2 separate regions of the Mus musculus genome follow, and region 2 is linked to region 1. Evidence: chromatin contacts called from public HiChIP or PLAC-seq data. All regions are on one chromosome and are shown on one strand. The core of a region is the stretch at or near the end of the contact, and the rest is flanking DNA. Distances in the headings are between cores, read along the strand shown. Region 1 overlaps Myrfl (myelin regulatory factor-like). Region 2 overlaps Cnot2 (CCR4-NOT transcription complex, subunit 2).

Region 1 (2,700 bases), core at 47-2,546:
GTTAGAGCTAAGTCACACTGTGTTGAGGAAAACCTTCTCTAAAAAGAAGCAGAGAAAGGAGCGGGTGTGCAGGGCAGGACATGGTGGAGAAAAGGGGTGGGGTGGGCTGGGCTTGGGAGCTGTAGGAGAGTAGATTGCCCGTGTGTGAGTGGAGGGGGAAGAGGCCAGAGAGGATGAAGGGCAACGGGATCTGGGCGGCTGAATTGGTTATCTACTGACCACGTGACCCGCTGTAAACATTCCCCTTGTTGTGGCTTAACGTCCCCTGTAATCTAAGCTTAGTGAGTAGCAATATGACACCCACGATGTCTTGGAATCACGGAATGCTATTCTTATCTTCATTAACTCCTGCCTTAGTTTTATTAAACAAAAGGAAAGCCTGAACCGTCATTAGAAACCTTAAAGCAGTTTCTGTCAGAAGATCTTTTAATTTTTAAAGAAAAAAAATTTTTTAATGAATCTCTCCTCCTCCCCCATATCATCATCACCATCACCATCACCATCATCACCATCACTGTTATTTTGGTGCTGTGCATGTGAGTGCAGTGGCCCGAGAAGGCCAGAAGTCAGAGGCATCAGATTCCCTCTGGTACTAGAGTTACAGGCAACTTCGAGGGACCACGTGGCTGCCAGGACTCAAACTCCCATCCTTTGTAGGAGCTGTGTGCACTTCTCGCCACTAAGCCCTCTCTCCAGTGCTCCAAAATAGTTTTAATGTACATAAAATTAAAATAGTAATTGTCTTAATTAGGGTTTTACTGCTGGGAACAGACACCATGACCAAGGCAAGTCTCAGAAAGGACCACATTCGACTTGGGGCTGGCTTACAGGTTCAGAGGTTCAGTCCATTATCATCATGGCGGCATGCAGGCAGATAGGGTGCTGGAGAGGTATCTGAGACTTCTACATCTGAATCTAAAGGCGGTAGGAAGAGAGAATGAGCCACTGGGCGTGTCTTGAGCTTCTAAAAAAAAAAAAAGTCAAAGCCCACCCACAATGACATACTTCCTCCAATAGACCACACCCACTCCAACAAAGCCACACCTCCTGATAGTACCACTCCCTGTGAGCCCGTGGGGTGCATTTTTCATTCAAACCACCACAGAAATGAAACCCACACCCATCTTCCTCAGAGTCCAGAGTATATTAATTATTTTTTCTCACTCCTGTAACACCTGACGGAATTTACTTAAGGGAGGAAGCATTTATTGTGACTCAGGTTTAGTACCTGGTGGTGGAGTAGCTCATGGCGGCAAGAATATGAGGCAGCGGGAGATGAGGACTCAGACTGCAGCTAGCCTGGGCTACACCCCTCAAAGGCTCATCCCCAGTGACCCACTTCTGAAAGCTCTGTGCACAGCCCAAGGGTGACAACGTTTCAATATAGCACTGCAATATCCGCTTTTCCGGGATAACATTTGAAATGTAAAAAAGAAAACACCCCCTCTCTCACACACACACACAAAAGACCCTATCCTATGTCCTTCCCCCTGCTTCTATGAGTCTGTTCCTCACCCACCCACCCACTCACTCCCCACCTCCCCGCCCTCGCATTCCATCAAGCTGTCACAGGACTAAGGCCTCTTCTCTCACTGATGCCTGACAAGGCCACCCTCTGCTACATATGCGGCTGGAGCCATGGGTCCCTCTATGTGAATTCCTTGGTCGGTGGCTTAGTCCCTAGGATATCTAGGAATTCTGGTTGGTTGATGTTATTCTTCCTATGGGGTTGCAAACCCCTTCAGCTACTTCGGTCCATTCTCTAACTCCTCCATTGAGGAGGACCCTGTGCTCAGTTCAGGGGTTGGCTACAAGTCCGCCTACAGAGAGCATCTAAGATTCCAGTTCCAACCTGCTACAAATGCTTATCTTTCTTCAACTCAATTACTTAAACTGAGTTTCAGAGTTATGTCATTTTATTATAGATACTTTATATCTATATATGTCTGTCTATCTGTGTGTGTGTGTGTGTGTGTGTGTGTGTGTGTGTGTAAGTCATAGGTCAGTCTTGGCTATCATTCCTTAGAGACAGACGCCATCAACCTTGTTTTTTTGAAACAGGGTCTCTCATTGGATTGCTGCTTGCTGTAGAGTGAGTGTCTGACAAAGAGTCCTAGGGGTTGCCCGTCTCTGTCTCCCTAGAGCTAGAGTATTACCGTGCCTGCATGACTTTCTCTCCCCTTAGGTTCTGGGTCCCTAACTTACATCTTTGTGCTTGCACAATCAAGGCTTTACCTGACGAGCTATCTTCCCAGCCTGATATCTTTTTGAAGGGGAAGGACCACTTCTTAAAAATGGAACTACCATACCATTACCATGTAGAAAAAATTACCAATTATGGTAAATTTTACGATAGTCGGGGCTGAAATTTCACAAATGTTTTTGTTTTGTTTTGTTTTTATGTAAATTTAACACGAAAGGCATACAGATGTCCATATAGTTTGGGCAGCCATTAAGAAACAATTAAAAAATTTTCTATTACGTTCCATCATTTGGTGGGGTTAGCAAACAATGATATTCTGTCATTCTTTCTTTGGTCACTGGCATTCTATTAAAACGAAGAACATTTCCTCACCAGATATATAGTTGACGTACAGTTGAGGAAGCGAAAGGTTCATTCCTTTCTTTATTTATGAGTGTTCTGAAAGAGAAAGTTAAACCTCTAATGTCTTCTGAAGGCAACCAATAAAACATTTTTAA
Region 2 (2,700 bases), core at 50-2,549, 300 kb after region 1:
TGAAATGAAGTAGCTGTATAGTTGGAATAGTCTTTTCTTACTCGGCTAAGTATTTACAATCTTGGAAGTGGGATAAGGAAAAGTTTATCTAGTGTCTCCTAGTGTGTGTCTTATATGTAGGCAGTTAGTTAACCAGCTGTCTCGATGAACCATAGACATTTGTGTCTGGATTCTCAAAGGCCCCAGGCTACTTGGAAACAGAAATAAGTCTTCCTAGGATTTAGAGTCCTGACTCGTGTGTGGTGGTATAGTACCTAGTTCTAACTGATAGACATCTGAGATTGCAATTGACTTTGTAGAGCAAGAGAGCATAACTGACACGATTTAAAAGTGAAGATCCTGACGTTGGGATGCCCAGGCAAAGTAACTTCTAGTTGCTTTAGGAATTGAGTCTGGCGTGCTTGTTGTATGCACTGGAGAGATGTATGTGGATAGGACCATTCTCCTTGATGCTGTGAGCTTACTATCTAGTAAACACACTGCTGTTTTTTATTGTGTGTCTTGATTGTCTTTGTGCCATTAGGACTTTGTTTATGAGAAGCACTTAGTAGATATTTGCTGTTATATAATGAAGAAGATAAGTTTCTCGAACATACTGTTGGTATATGCCCTTAGATAGTTTAATGATGAAACAATTTAGGGAATGAGGAACTTTCTGGTTATCAATTAGTTTCAGCTATTAGTAAAGTATAATCTTTCCTTTCATGTGGATTAGAGATCAAAGAGATCATTAAGCTTTCCTGTATAAACTTTCTGTGGAAACTCAGTTAATTAAACTGCCTCATTTTTCTTTGACATTAAGATCATTTGTTGGGTCCTTCAACTGTCATGTGCACATTAAAAATGAGGGGGAAGCTGGTATTCCAGTATTTACTGTGTGTTAATCTTCACAACTCCATGAAATGTTAAGGAACTTGTAAGGTCTTGTAGATGGCAAGTGATGGAGCCAGGATTAAGTTCCTTTGTAAGAGTAGTGCTCTGAATCTAACACAGTGTGTGAAACCCAAGAGCTGAAGTCATGATCCTAGTGATAGTGTTGCCTCTGCAGATCCCAAGAAGCTACTGAAGGTGTTGTGACATTTATGCACTCATCATGTATTATTGATGAGGGCTGCCCTGAATAACGTTCTGTACCAAGACCCAATCAATAGTATAACAAGTAATGAAGTTCCTGTTTTTCTCAGTGCTGACTTGTAATGGGCGGAGACAATAAACACAACCGAGGAAACCCTGCAGTTCTTGTAACAAGTAGGACAAAGCCTCCCAGTCAGGCTCATGAGATGTGTGAGGAGGTCAGGGTTACGTGAATCAGCAAAAAGCCTCTCTGTCTTAGGAATTAAGAGTTAGTGTGGAACGTGAGTACTGAGAATAGAATGATAGTTCCCGGAATGAGTGGTCGTGACTGAGCCTTTTGAGTATAGGAAAGCTAGGGCGCTCTAGTAAGTCACTTCCTGACAAAGGAGCAGTCAACAAGTCCATGTAATGAACGAGAGGACATCAGTGAATTATCCAAGGGATATCTCAGATCATAGGAAGCCTTGTAAACATCTGCTAAAGAATTCAGACTGGGCTGGAGAGATGGCTCAGAGATTAAGATCACTTGGCTGCTCTTTCAGAGCCCTCCAGGATCTGTTCCCTGCACCCACATGGCAGATTACAACCATCAGTGACTGAGGGGCCAGAGGATATAACATTGTCTCTGGCTTCCTCAAGAACTTCTATTTACACGCGTCATAAACAGACATGAACAGGCAAAACATCTTAACACATGAAAAAATAAAGGAAGAATCCGGCCCATGTTCTGGCCCTATGTAAGGTGCCAGCCTGATGACCCAAGCTCCACCTTAGAGCTCACGCACAGAGCAGTCCTACCGTTGTCCTGTGACCTCTGCATACACACAAAGGAAATGCATAAATGTAAAAGAAAAGAGTAATTTGAATACGTTCTGATTGCTGTTGTACATGAATAGCAAAGGTTTTTGATGCCACTTCCTCTTTAACCATCACTTTGCTTTGTAGAAAGCGGGCTGAATGGGGAAGGAGTGAGAGTCAAGCAGGAGCAGGGAATTGGGCTAGAGACCGAGAAGCAGTTGGATTTGGGTAGTTTGGAAATACAGTTTACACAGCTTGTTATATAGCGTTTGGAAAGAAAATTGCCATATTTACAAGATTGGAGATTTATGTGACTGGGTACTAATTAATAATCTATACTGGACATTTAGGTTGGGGGAGCGAACAAAGTTTGCTTACGGAAACGTGTGGCACTGCGTGCACCATGAAAATTGGTCCTGCAGAGCTTCTTTTGTCTGCTATTGTCTGGTTCACAATAGCTTTTTGTTCTAGGTTTGAGTTTTGAAAGCAGTTTGCTTTATCCATTTTCCCATCTGATACATCCTTAATTTGCGGAAGGCATGTTCTCCTGTAGGTCTGTAATCAGTCTTCTTCCATTTCTCTTCCCCTTGTTTCCTAGGCTCATCTACCCTGTCATCTGCCTGCATTCTCATACAGCTTGGCAGACTCGCCTGTCATGCCATCTCTAGCCACTTGACTTTGAAACATTACCTCCACCATTTATGGCCCGACTTAGATCATGGTCATTATTGCATTGATATAGTCTCCAGGAGACTGTTTCTAGTCCCAAGCCTGCGAAGTATTGTGCATGCCCCCAACAGGGTCTTCCTTAGCCCTTAGCTCTATGAT

The links. HiChIP or PLAC-seq counts read pairs in DNA pulled down with a chosen protein or histone mark.
Region 2: an H3K27ac HiChIP or PLAC-seq map of embryonic stem cells shows a contact between it and region 1, with 3 times the contacts expected there. The contact joins two enhancer-like sites. A contact is called at or near these places in 7 of 484 Hi-C or Micro-C datasets (B cells, the C2C12 cell line, the HPC-7 cell line and 4 more), 8 of 115 datasets of contacts at active chromatin or transcription factors (the NIH/3T3 cell line, bone marrow-derived dendritic cells, double positive thymocytes and 2 more) and 1 of 9 other capture datasets (embryonic stem cells).

Annotation. Positions count from the first base shown.
Region 1 is chr10:116,807,042-116,809,741 of GRCm38.p6, reverse strand. The region is part of intron 13 of Myrfl (myelin regulatory factor-like); the gene reads left to right. Among named protein-coding and RNA genes, the nearest start is that of 4930579P08Rik, 79 kb to the right of the region's middle. Within about 2 kb of position 1,296, at least 9 of the 459 cell types and tissues checked have an H3K27ac peak or open chromatin away from gene starts, as enhancers often do. A contact at or near this core is called in embryonic stem cells, where this site is marked.
Region 2 is chr10:116,511,985-116,514,684 of GRCm38.p6, reverse strand. All of the region lies in intron 4 of Cnot2 (CCR4-NOT transcription complex, subunit 2), which reads left to right. All of the region lies in intron 2 of Gm31593 (a long non-coding RNA gene), which reads right to left. Among named protein-coding and RNA genes, the nearest start is that of Gm31593, 4.4 kb to the right of the region's middle. Within about 2 kb of position 1,299, at least 26 of the 459 cell types and tissues checked have an H3K27ac peak or open chromatin away from gene starts, as enhancers often do. A contact at or near this core is called in embryonic stem cells, where this site is marked.